Linked DNA regions of Zea mays: all the other regions are linked to region 3. Evidence: chromatin contacts called from public Hi-C data. All regions are on one chromosome and are shown on one strand. Each heading gives the region's core, a stretch centred on a gene start, on an enhancer-like site or on the middle of the called end of the contact. The rest is flanking DNA. Distances are from core to core; before and after follow the strand shown.

Region 1 (3,172 bases), core at 423-2,922, 340 kb after region 3:
TTCAACAGCTCGACGAGAGAAGGAAGAAGGAAAAAAAACGATGCAAATATCTCAAGCAAAATTTTACGTGTCATGAAACCGTCCTTACGAGACCCGTTCTCAACTGATAACCCTGATGTGATGCTCGAGGCCACACCGCCTTGTGTACGAAAAAGGCGCAGGGCGAGTCCCCTGGTCCATGGCCTAGCGTGAGGTTCAGGGCACACAAGCGTCGGATAGCGTAGCATAGCATCAGGTCGTTTATCCACTTCTTGGTCGCGTCCAAATGCCTGCCCATCCTTTTGGGCCCAACCACTACTGCGTCCCGGACAACACTCTGCAAATATCTCCTCTGAGCTCCTTCCTCAGCAGTCAGCAGGCAGAAATATCCTGCACATAGAGATATTTCTAGCTCCTGAAAATAAAAAGGTGCAGCGCAGTGCAGGCATGTGTCGCTGACAGCATGGCCAAAAAGCGCACCGGGCGGATCGGATCCGAGCCATGTCTTGTTGTGAAAGTATCACCAGCACACTTGGGCAACACCGGAGGACCACAGGAATGGGTCAGTGTCAAGGAGTGGGCCCAATCGTCGTGCAACCGTTAACCTCAAAATAGATTTGCTCTGAATCGGTAAACTCGCAGATATTCTCTCTGTCTCTCTCTCTCTGTGTGTGCGTGTGGAGTGACCTCCTTCGCAGGATTAATTGTTGTGAGTGAAAAATACCAGGGCACACTAGGCTTCGGCTACAGATCTTTACCAGCGGAGATAGAACATGGTATCGGCTTGCTTGAGACTAGATTTGTTCACTTCAAATGCATGGTAACCATATCCTGTATCCATCTGAATGTCTCAAAGAAGACGGACAAATATACAACGGGAAGAAAACAAAAGGGGGTCTGATTATAAACACAACATACACCGACATTTTTTTCTTCTTCTTTAAGTATATAGTTCACATACATGTTTTTGCTTTCTCTATAGGCTCAACTAGAACATGGTTTTCTCTTACTATGTTAAAGCATCTCCAACCAGAGTCATAATCTGAGTTGTATTTCGAATTGTAGCACTCTAACACCAAAAACTTGCTCTAATAGGGATCCTATTTTTTTTTTAAAAAAAATCATCATCAAATAACTACAGGTTCAGTCTCTCGAGTCCTACGTATAGACCCCATATGCTGTACACTGTTTCTAACCTTTCTTTTTCTAAATAACATGATTTATTTTATAAGACCAACTATTAGAACTACAAATTTTTTTTGTGCGCTTCAAATCAGATCATATTTTAGTTTTTAAGATTCAGTTATAAGACTTCTTGTTGGACTCAGTTATAAGACTTCTTGTTGGATATGCTATTAGGATAGTTAAATTGTAAAATTTGTAGATATGTCAAAATAAAAAAAAAGGGTTAGAGACAATGTCCAAATAAACTCGGTAATAAAGAGCAGGCACTCTCCCCACCTCACCTCAGTCACCACTACTTTCCCGCTCTATCCGTATATAACACCCACCACCACCGCCACTCTCCTTCCTCCTCTGCATGTCTCAACAACCCGTCTCCAAGAAACCACCTTCCCCCCTCGCTCCAATCCCAATCCTTCTCCGCGGACCAATAGAACCCAATCCGATCACTCCCCACGCAGTTTCCCCATATCGAAAGATCCGATCGGAGTCCGGCAGCTAATTCACCGGGGAAAGATGAAGGTCGACAGGGAGATGGAGATTCTGCTGAACGAGATCCCCCTCCTCCACCACGTCGGCCTCCTCGGCGGCAGCGAGGCCGGCGCGGACGACGACGCCGACCTCTCCTTCCTCATCCACGAGCTCGCCGCGATGGGCCTCGTCGACGGCGACGACGAGCTGCCGGCGCCGGGCGCTGCCACCGGCTACGGCTTCCCCACGAAAGGCGAGAACCTTGTCGCCATGCACTCGTTCTCCATGGCCAGCCACTACGCGCACATGCGCTCTCTGTTTGTTCCCGTCACCTTCGACGACGCCGCCGCGGCCGACGGCTGGGACATCCGGTGCTCCCCGCCGCCTTATGTGCCTCTGCCTTCTCCCGCCACGCCGAGGGCCCGGTGCAAGAGCGTGAGGAGGAAGAACGGCTCGGTGATGACGACGAGCCCCAAGAAGTGCGGAGCCGCCGCGGCGGCCAAGTGGCACGGCGAGAGCCTGGCCGGCCTGCGCGGGGTCATGTACCACATGGCGCGCGACCAGCACGGGTGCCGCCTGCTGCAGCAGAGGCTCGACGACGGCAAGCGCGAGGTCGACTATATCTTCGCCGGCGTCTCGCGCCACGCCGCGCAGCTGATGGTGGACCCGTTCGGGAACTACCTCATGCAGAAGCTGCTCGCCGTCTGCGACGACGGGCAGAGGATGACGCTTGTGCTCACCCTCACCGCCGACCCCTTCGCGCTCGTCAGGATATCCCTCAACGTCCATGGGTATAACTGTCAATTCACTCCCAGATTTTTTTGTTTGTTGTTGTTGTTGTTGTTATCAATGTGCATATTTTTGCTTTTGCCCCTGGGTGGCTTGTGGTTTTGGTTGAATTCGGTGATGGCGTTTCAGAACACGGGCGGTGCAGAAGCTGATCGAGAGACTCAGTGCAAGGGAAGAGATTGGTCTTGTCATGGATGCTCTGCGCCCTGGCTTCTTGGAGCTCATCAAGGATACCAATGGCAACCATGTCGTGCAAAAGTGTTTGCATTCGTTTGCTTCAAACGATAATAAGGTCTGTATGGGTGTGCATCTGGAATTTTTGTATGCCGCCATTTGCTCTGAAGTTTAGAGCTTTTTTTCTTTTACTATTCTAGTGGTTACATCTTCTGTAGATGAGCTCTTTGTTACAAAATTTAGACCAAACCTTTCCATTCAGAAAAAAAAGAGACGATAAGGCAGATATAAGTAATTCTGTAACTGTATTATGGCCATTGACATTCTTTTGACACTGATTGATGTCAGATTTGTCTTGGACCGCTTTCACATGTCTGAAGTTTGTGGCCTCACTTTTCGTTTAAGATCAGATATATATTAACTGACAAGCTACAACCTTCAGGCGATCTTTGCTGCTGCTGCACTCCACTGCGTCGATATCGGGATGCAAATCCACGGTTGCTGTGTCCTACAGCGGTGCATTGCGCGGTCGCGTGGTGAGCACAGGGACAAGCTGGTTGCCGCCATTGCTCACAAT
Region 2 (3,337 bases), core at 446-2,945, 270 kb before region 3:
CTCGCCTTACGCTTTACACTTCAAAGTTAAAAAAGGGGGTCAAGCGCCTTATGTCGCCTTACCGTTTTAATAACTATGATTGATAGCCAACACCTTTTGGAAGAGAGATTCCCATTTAGTGATCTATACTAGTTGCCAACACTCTAGTCAGGTTGACTTTGTCCTCACAAGAAGGGAGGATAAATGAGCATGCTTGGATTGTAAGGTGACCTAGGGAGTGTGTTGCCTGTCAACATAAGCTTGTGATGACGGTCTTTTGTTTTCAGGTTCGTGTCCATAGGGATAAACAAGCTAAGATTGCAAGAACAAAGTGTCATGATCGCCTTAGGGGTAAGGCAACACCCAGTCGCCTTATGTGCATGACACTTTGTTCTGCCCCTTTATAACTAAAAGGAGTAGTTCTGACCCTTTTCAGAATGCCTATTCCCTATGGCATGGGAGAAATAGTATAAGCAAAGCAAACACCAGACAACATGCGCATTTGTTAAAAGAATATGGAATCCGCAGTAGCAAGCAGTGGCAGAGGACTCATTACGGCGCAGTGTGGCTGGCGCCATACCTAAACGATTAAAACCGTTATATGCTTCCATACAGAAACTAAGGCATTGTGGTGTGGTGGTAACACCTTGGCACTGTGTTGTTCAGGTTGTGTATTCAATTCCTGTAATATGCATCGTAGTCTCCTTTTTTCTACTATATATCAAGCCACACCTAATTTTCTTTGTGTCCTCCACCACCGGTAGCAAGACACGTTCAGGCACACACCTTTGGATGGAAAAATGCATAGGAAACTCTCTGTTTTGAAGATGTAATCAGAAAAATTTTGAAGCAAATATCCATGCCGAGTAGCAAGTCTAAACAGAGCATGTTACACAATACAAGCACATCTTTTCCATGATTTCCATACAACTATTCTACCATCACCCGCTTTCTGCCCTGCATACCTTATCCAATACCTTGGCACTCGATCACTGTAGTCACCACTGTGCCAAACATGGGTACTCCGCACTCTATTGCATCCAGCAAAAATTCCGCACTCTAAAGGCTTATTATCCCTAAAATTCTAAACCTTATTTCGGAATGCCCCTTCCTCCAGCAAAAATTACGCAAACCTGCGAGAGGATTAGGATTAGATAACAACCTCGGGCATGATCTTCTTGCGACGCTGGGAGAGATCGAGCTTGGCCTTCTCGAGCGTGACGGCTCCTAATGTGCTGCGCTGCTTCCGTCCCCCCTTCATCACTGGCGCGGCGCGCGGCGGGGCCGAGGCTGGTGGCATCGCCCCCGTTTCCATCCCCGCCCCCGTCAACAAGAGGCATCTCTCAAGCGACGACGCGGCCTCCGACCGATCGGCCGATGGGAGCGGGGCAGAGGTGGAGGAGGCAGAAACGGCGAGGCGGACGAGCGCGGGAGCACGAGCGCGACGGCAGGGCGGGAGGAGGCGGAGGAGACCGGTGGTGGGGTTGGGGCGCGCAGGGCAGCGATGCGGATGGGTTATGGGTTGGTCCGGGGAAAGAGTGGGGTGGAAGGCAGCGAGTGACGACGCCATGGGAGGCGCAACGAAGGACAGGGTAGGGTTGGTAATGGGCCTGCGCGCTGTGCCGTCGGGAGCTTTATCGAAAGACGAGGCTATCTCTTCATCGCCGTGGTGAAGGCATGTTTGATTTTGACGAATCTATCATCCCTGACAGAATCCCGATGGTAAAGATCCAAGTGTTGGTAGTGTTGTTGGCAAACGTCGTCGTCTCTGCGCACGCGCGAACTGTTTGGCTTCGACGCCGAGAAGACTCTGTTCCTACCGCAGGTCGCAGACCGTTGGCCCTAGGTCGCAGACCGTTGGCCCTGCCGCGGAGAGCACCATAGGTATACCTCGCCGTGATTGGCGCCCAGATCAGCGTAACATATTTTTTGACGACTCCGTTGGGGACAAGGCATGAGGATCTATCAGATCGGGCCCTCAATGGCCGGTTCAAGAGATCATTTCAATGTCTCTCCCGGTAACATTATCGAGTCGACTATGGAGATTTTGTCGGCTGCAGATCAACAGGAATTCGAGGAGCATAAAGAACAGTTGATTAAGGAGGCTCAGGCCAAATTCCTGACCAACTTCAAGGTGGACACGAATTATAAGGTCGTCCGACAATGGGCAACTAACCTAGCTTCGCAACGACATACTGTAGCTACACCAAGGTAAGTTAAACAAATAAAATCCAAGCTCCTAGATCCTACATAGATGAACAACGAGAACAGATGCAACAAATAATAGGGGTATGCAAGATGATTACAAAAGGCTAGCACGTGCATTTGATAAATCTGATGTTGCTAGTTTTCCTTCGCACGAGGTTGAAACTAAGGAAAATACATGTGATTCATCGACTGCAAATCGGCACGACCAATCCCAACCACTTTATGGGATTCCGATAAACACATCTCCTAAACAACCATAGCTTTCTACACATATCGGTGGCGTACAGCCGGACCGTCCGCGCATGAGCACGGACCGTCCGAACCAACGGGTGACTGACCCCGTTTTTCGAATCGAACCACCAAAATCCATGCTAGGGTCGTTGTATGACGCGTGAACCCGAACATACACACATGGACAATCTACGTACAGGGTCGGACAGTCCGCGTGTGTCACACCCGGTTTTAGAAGACAAACCGAATGCGAACCATGTACGTGTCAGGATCAGAAACTCACGTACACAGCGATAACATAATAGGACATCATTACACATTGCTCAAATAAATAGCGGAAAAGGTACTTTATTACATCAAGATGTCCAAGACATCCATAGAGTCATTAACATAACATAGTCATTAATGTGATCAAAATGCGGAATACGAAACGTAGCAGATAAGGCCATCACAGGCAGCTGGCTAGGGGGTTTGCCACTAACACAACTAGAATTCATCTAAAAGTCGCCTAGAGGGGGTTGAATAGGCGAAATCTCAAATTTACAAACTTTAAACATGCATTATGCTCGGGGTTAGTTTTAGAGATAATTTGGAGTGCGAAAGATAGTTCTCCTTGCTAAGAGTTGCTCAATCAATGCGGATAACTTTGGGAGCCAACTCAAACCAATATGTGCAAGGGAACTTTTAAAGAGAGGAGAGGGGATAAACAAATCGAATGGAGATCAACACAAATGAACACGGCGATTTGTTTACCGAGGTTCGGTTCTAAAGAACCTAGTCCCCGTTGAGGAGGCCATAAAGGTCGGGTCTATTCCAACCCTTTCCCTCTCTCAATCAATCACTTAGACCGGTCGAGTGCTTCTTAATCACACGGGTCACTAAGACCTCGCAAGGATCACCACACAATTAGGTGTCTCTT
Region 3 (3,149 bases), core at 583-3,082:
GACGCCACATGCTCCACATCCGCATGTGTATACTACTGGAGTCAGCCTAACCAGTGTAACACAGGAGATGTTGGCCTATTGCATTTTGATGATTATGGCAATGACAAAGTCCTAATCCTGCAATCTTTTGCAACTTGGAAATTTTTCATACTAATTCACAATGCATTTGCAGAATACCCTAGAGCAGAGTCAGCAGCAAAAGTTATAGCAGAAGAACTTGGTATGAAGCATGCCTGGAAAGATATCACTTTCAAAAAAGCAACACGTGAAGACACTGGAAGAATTCAATTGGCTCTTCAGGATGAAGATGCAGAACCTACGAGCAGTGACTGGGCAGTAAAAATGGGTATCAACATATATTACAGTGCCAAACAAAGCAAATCTCCACTTTACAGCAAGCAGGTACCATACAATTCTATCATTTACAAGGCATTTGCTCAGGAAAATCCAGACAGCTTCGCAGATGGACAGCGATCAAGCACAACAAAGAAAAAGGTAGCTGGATGGTGGTGTGGCAAAAAATGGATGTCAAACCAAGTTCATCCACTTTTAGCTTGTGAACAGGTAGAACAGAATCATGAAACAGTTTACAGCAAAACGATGTTATCTGCTAGTTGTGACAGGATGCAAGAACAATCAACAAGATCTACTACCCTGATCAACCAAAATTCTTCAAAAAAGATAACCAGAAGAAAAGAGGGGGACTCTGTTGAGAAATCTAGAGGCAAAAAGAAGAGATGCAGTGCCAGTGCTTCTGATGAAGCTGCTTTGCACTGCAGTGTGTATGATCAGCCTGTAAATTCTGATAATCATGCCAAATATGAAGATGGAGATGAAAGTGTGGAAGCACGGAACACCCGACATCATCAACAATATGAATCGCTAAATAAAAAATCAAGTTTGAAGAGGCGAAAGGATAATAATAGAAGCAACAGCTTTCATGAGCTACACAAGGACAATGTTGACATTGACTGCAGGTTTGATACAGACGGCACTGAAAACACCTCAATAGGTGACTGGGATAATAGTCCACCACAAGGGGGTGATGTCAAAGCAGTGAAATCTGGTGCTCGATTGCTAGGCACTAAGAGGTTTAGCAAGGAGAAGGGAAGTAATGGTTTGTCAAATGTAAACAAGAAATTGGTAAAGATGGGTAAGAAAATTAGTACTAAGAAGCAAAAGAATGACAAAACAAATAGGCAGTTTCAAGAAAATCACAAAAAGGCTGACATTGTGGATTTGCTTCATGAAGATGATGGAGATGAAGGCACATACATAGACTGCAATGAAATTCGAAAACAAAAAACAGATGACGTGAGAGTAAAATCTAGAGGCAAAATGCAAAGTGGCAAGAAAAAAGTCAGCAGATGTCAGGCAAGTGATGGTTCGCACAATGGAGGCAAGGAAATGAAATTATCAAGTGACATAGAAGTGTGCAACAGAAGAGGAGATGGAACAACGGCAGCCAATTTTGAAGAAATTCCAAAAGAAAAGGCCGATGCTGTGAAAGTGAAACCCAAGATGCAAGGTGACAAGAAAAAAACCAGTAAACATCAGGCAGGCGATGGAGATAAAGGAGCAAAATTTTCTTGCGATATAGAAGGGTGTGACATGAGTTTCAGCACCCAGCATGACCTGTCGCTGCACAAGAGAGACATCTGTCCTGTCAAAGGATGCAAGAAGAAGTTCTTCTGCCATAAATACTTGCTCCAGCACCGCAAAGTGCACCTGGATGAAAGGCCGCTCATGTGCTCATTCCCAGGCTGCGCGAAGACATTCAAGTGGCCATGGGCGAGGACAGAGCACATGAGGGTGCATACAGGGGTGCGCCCGTACGCATGCACGGAACCTGGCTGCACCCAGACGTTCCGGTTTGTGTCGGACTTCAGCCGCCACAAGAGGAAGACTGGCCACTCGTGTGACAAGAAAAAGAAACGCGGCCTTTGACTGCTCGTGCACAAGTACAGGTTTCTTCTCTGACGGCGAGCGATCTGAAGGGGATGGATGCTAATCGAATAATTGCGCCAGGTTCCATTGTTTGCAGAATTAATCTGCATTAGGAGTCTAATTCATTTCATTGTTTATTACCGCTGCAACATAACAGCTCATTCACTGTCGCTTTAGGTCCAACTGACCTGCTGGTGACTGAGATTGTACCATGTCAATTGTATCGTTCTTTCGTTCATACTTAGAAATCGGGAAGTTTCTGTTGACAGGAACGTTGGATTTAGTGTACGGCGCCTGTTATTAACATGCGTGTAATTCTGTACTGAAGTGCTCCTTTCTTATTTTTACATTTTTTAAAATCTGGAAGGAATTAGTGTACGGCGCCTGCTAGTTTTGATGTAGGATTCATTTGGCAGTTCTTGAAACGATTATCGCAAAAATAGAATCACTTGTTGGAAAGCTCTGGCTCACTGATTTGGATTCCATCATGGCTGGATACTGATAAGAAGCTACCTACATGAGTATTGTGTTACAGTATTGAGTATTTTTCAGGAAATTATATCCTTAACTTTCATGCAAATACACAACCAATCTCATGGTCGTTTCCAAGGAAAAACATGACCCATGTCATTAAAAATACACTTCACACAAAATCAATCAAGATCGCTTTCGAGGAAATATATGATCCATCTTATAAAAACAGAGACAAATATTGATAACACATAAGCTGCATCACTTGCGTTCATCTCCCTCTTCAATGTGATGTTAGACTAAACCAAAAATCTAATATGATGCGCGAATGCTTGTAATCATGTTGCTGAATATGACCTGTCGTTTCAGTACTTAAACAACTCACGTTTGCCTGAAATATTGATTTGTATATATAGTAAATAATTTGAAACAAAAAGGATGGAGCAACCATGTAAAGAAAAAAATGCAATCACAGAATTTCTTCAAGCAAAGCATAATGACACAGGGTTGTTTTGCCAAGGAACACGCCTAATCCAAAACAATTCAGTTTAGCAAAAGCACTATTACAAGATTAAAACATCTAGATATATGATATATTTGTTTATCTTGGTGCTTTGATTAGTTCGTTTCACTTAAAATCATCTTATGACCTATCAGACCGGTTAACATTTATTTCTGAACATTAACACGTTTTCTTAACAAACGCAGTAGAGCTACGTGTAATTATATTA

Evidence for each region. A called contact is a pair of places that touch in the nucleus more often than the background predicts.
Region 1: a Hi-C map of ear shows a contact between it and region 3, with 4 times the contacts expected there. The contact joins the promoter of LOC100192099 here to the enhancer-like site in region 3. A contact is called at or near these places in 2 of 25 Hi-C or Micro-C datasets (ear and tassel).
Region 2: a Hi-C map of leaf shows a contact between it and region 3, with 6 times the contacts expected there. The contact joins the promoter of LOC103640928 here to the enhancer-like site in region 3. A contact is called at or near these places in 4 of 25 Hi-C or Micro-C datasets (ear, endosperm, leaf and 1 more).

What each region holds. Positions count from the first base shown.
Region 1 is chr10:19,719,387-19,722,558 of Zm-B73-REFERENCE-NAM-5.0, reverse strand. LOC100192099 reads left to right here and starts at 1,672. Exons shown (of 5, transcript NM_001137522.1): 1 at 1,672-2,423; 2 at 2,551-2,713; 3 at 3,038-3,172. The coding sequence starts at 1,678.
Region 2 is chr10:20,331,018-20,334,354 of Zm-B73-REFERENCE-NAM-5.0, reverse strand. It overlaps LOC103640928 (protein RETICULATA-RELATED 1, chloroplastic), which reads right to left and starts at 1,695. Exons shown (of 8, transcript XM_020545303.2): 1 at 1,142-1,695. The coding sequence starts at 1,549.
Region 3 is chr10:20,060,409-20,063,557 of Zm-B73-REFERENCE-NAM-5.0, reverse strand. It overlaps LOC103640927 (lysine-specific demethylase JMJ705), which reads left to right. Exons shown (of 7, transcript XM_020545573.2): 7 at 173-2,401. The coding sequence ends at 1,947. Among protein-coding and RNA genes, the nearest start is that of LOC103640927, 10 kb to the left of the region's middle. Within about 2 kb of position 1,832, at least 7 of the 20 cell types and tissues checked have an H3K27ac peak or open chromatin away from gene starts, as enhancers often do. A contact at or near this core is called in ear and leaf, where this site is marked.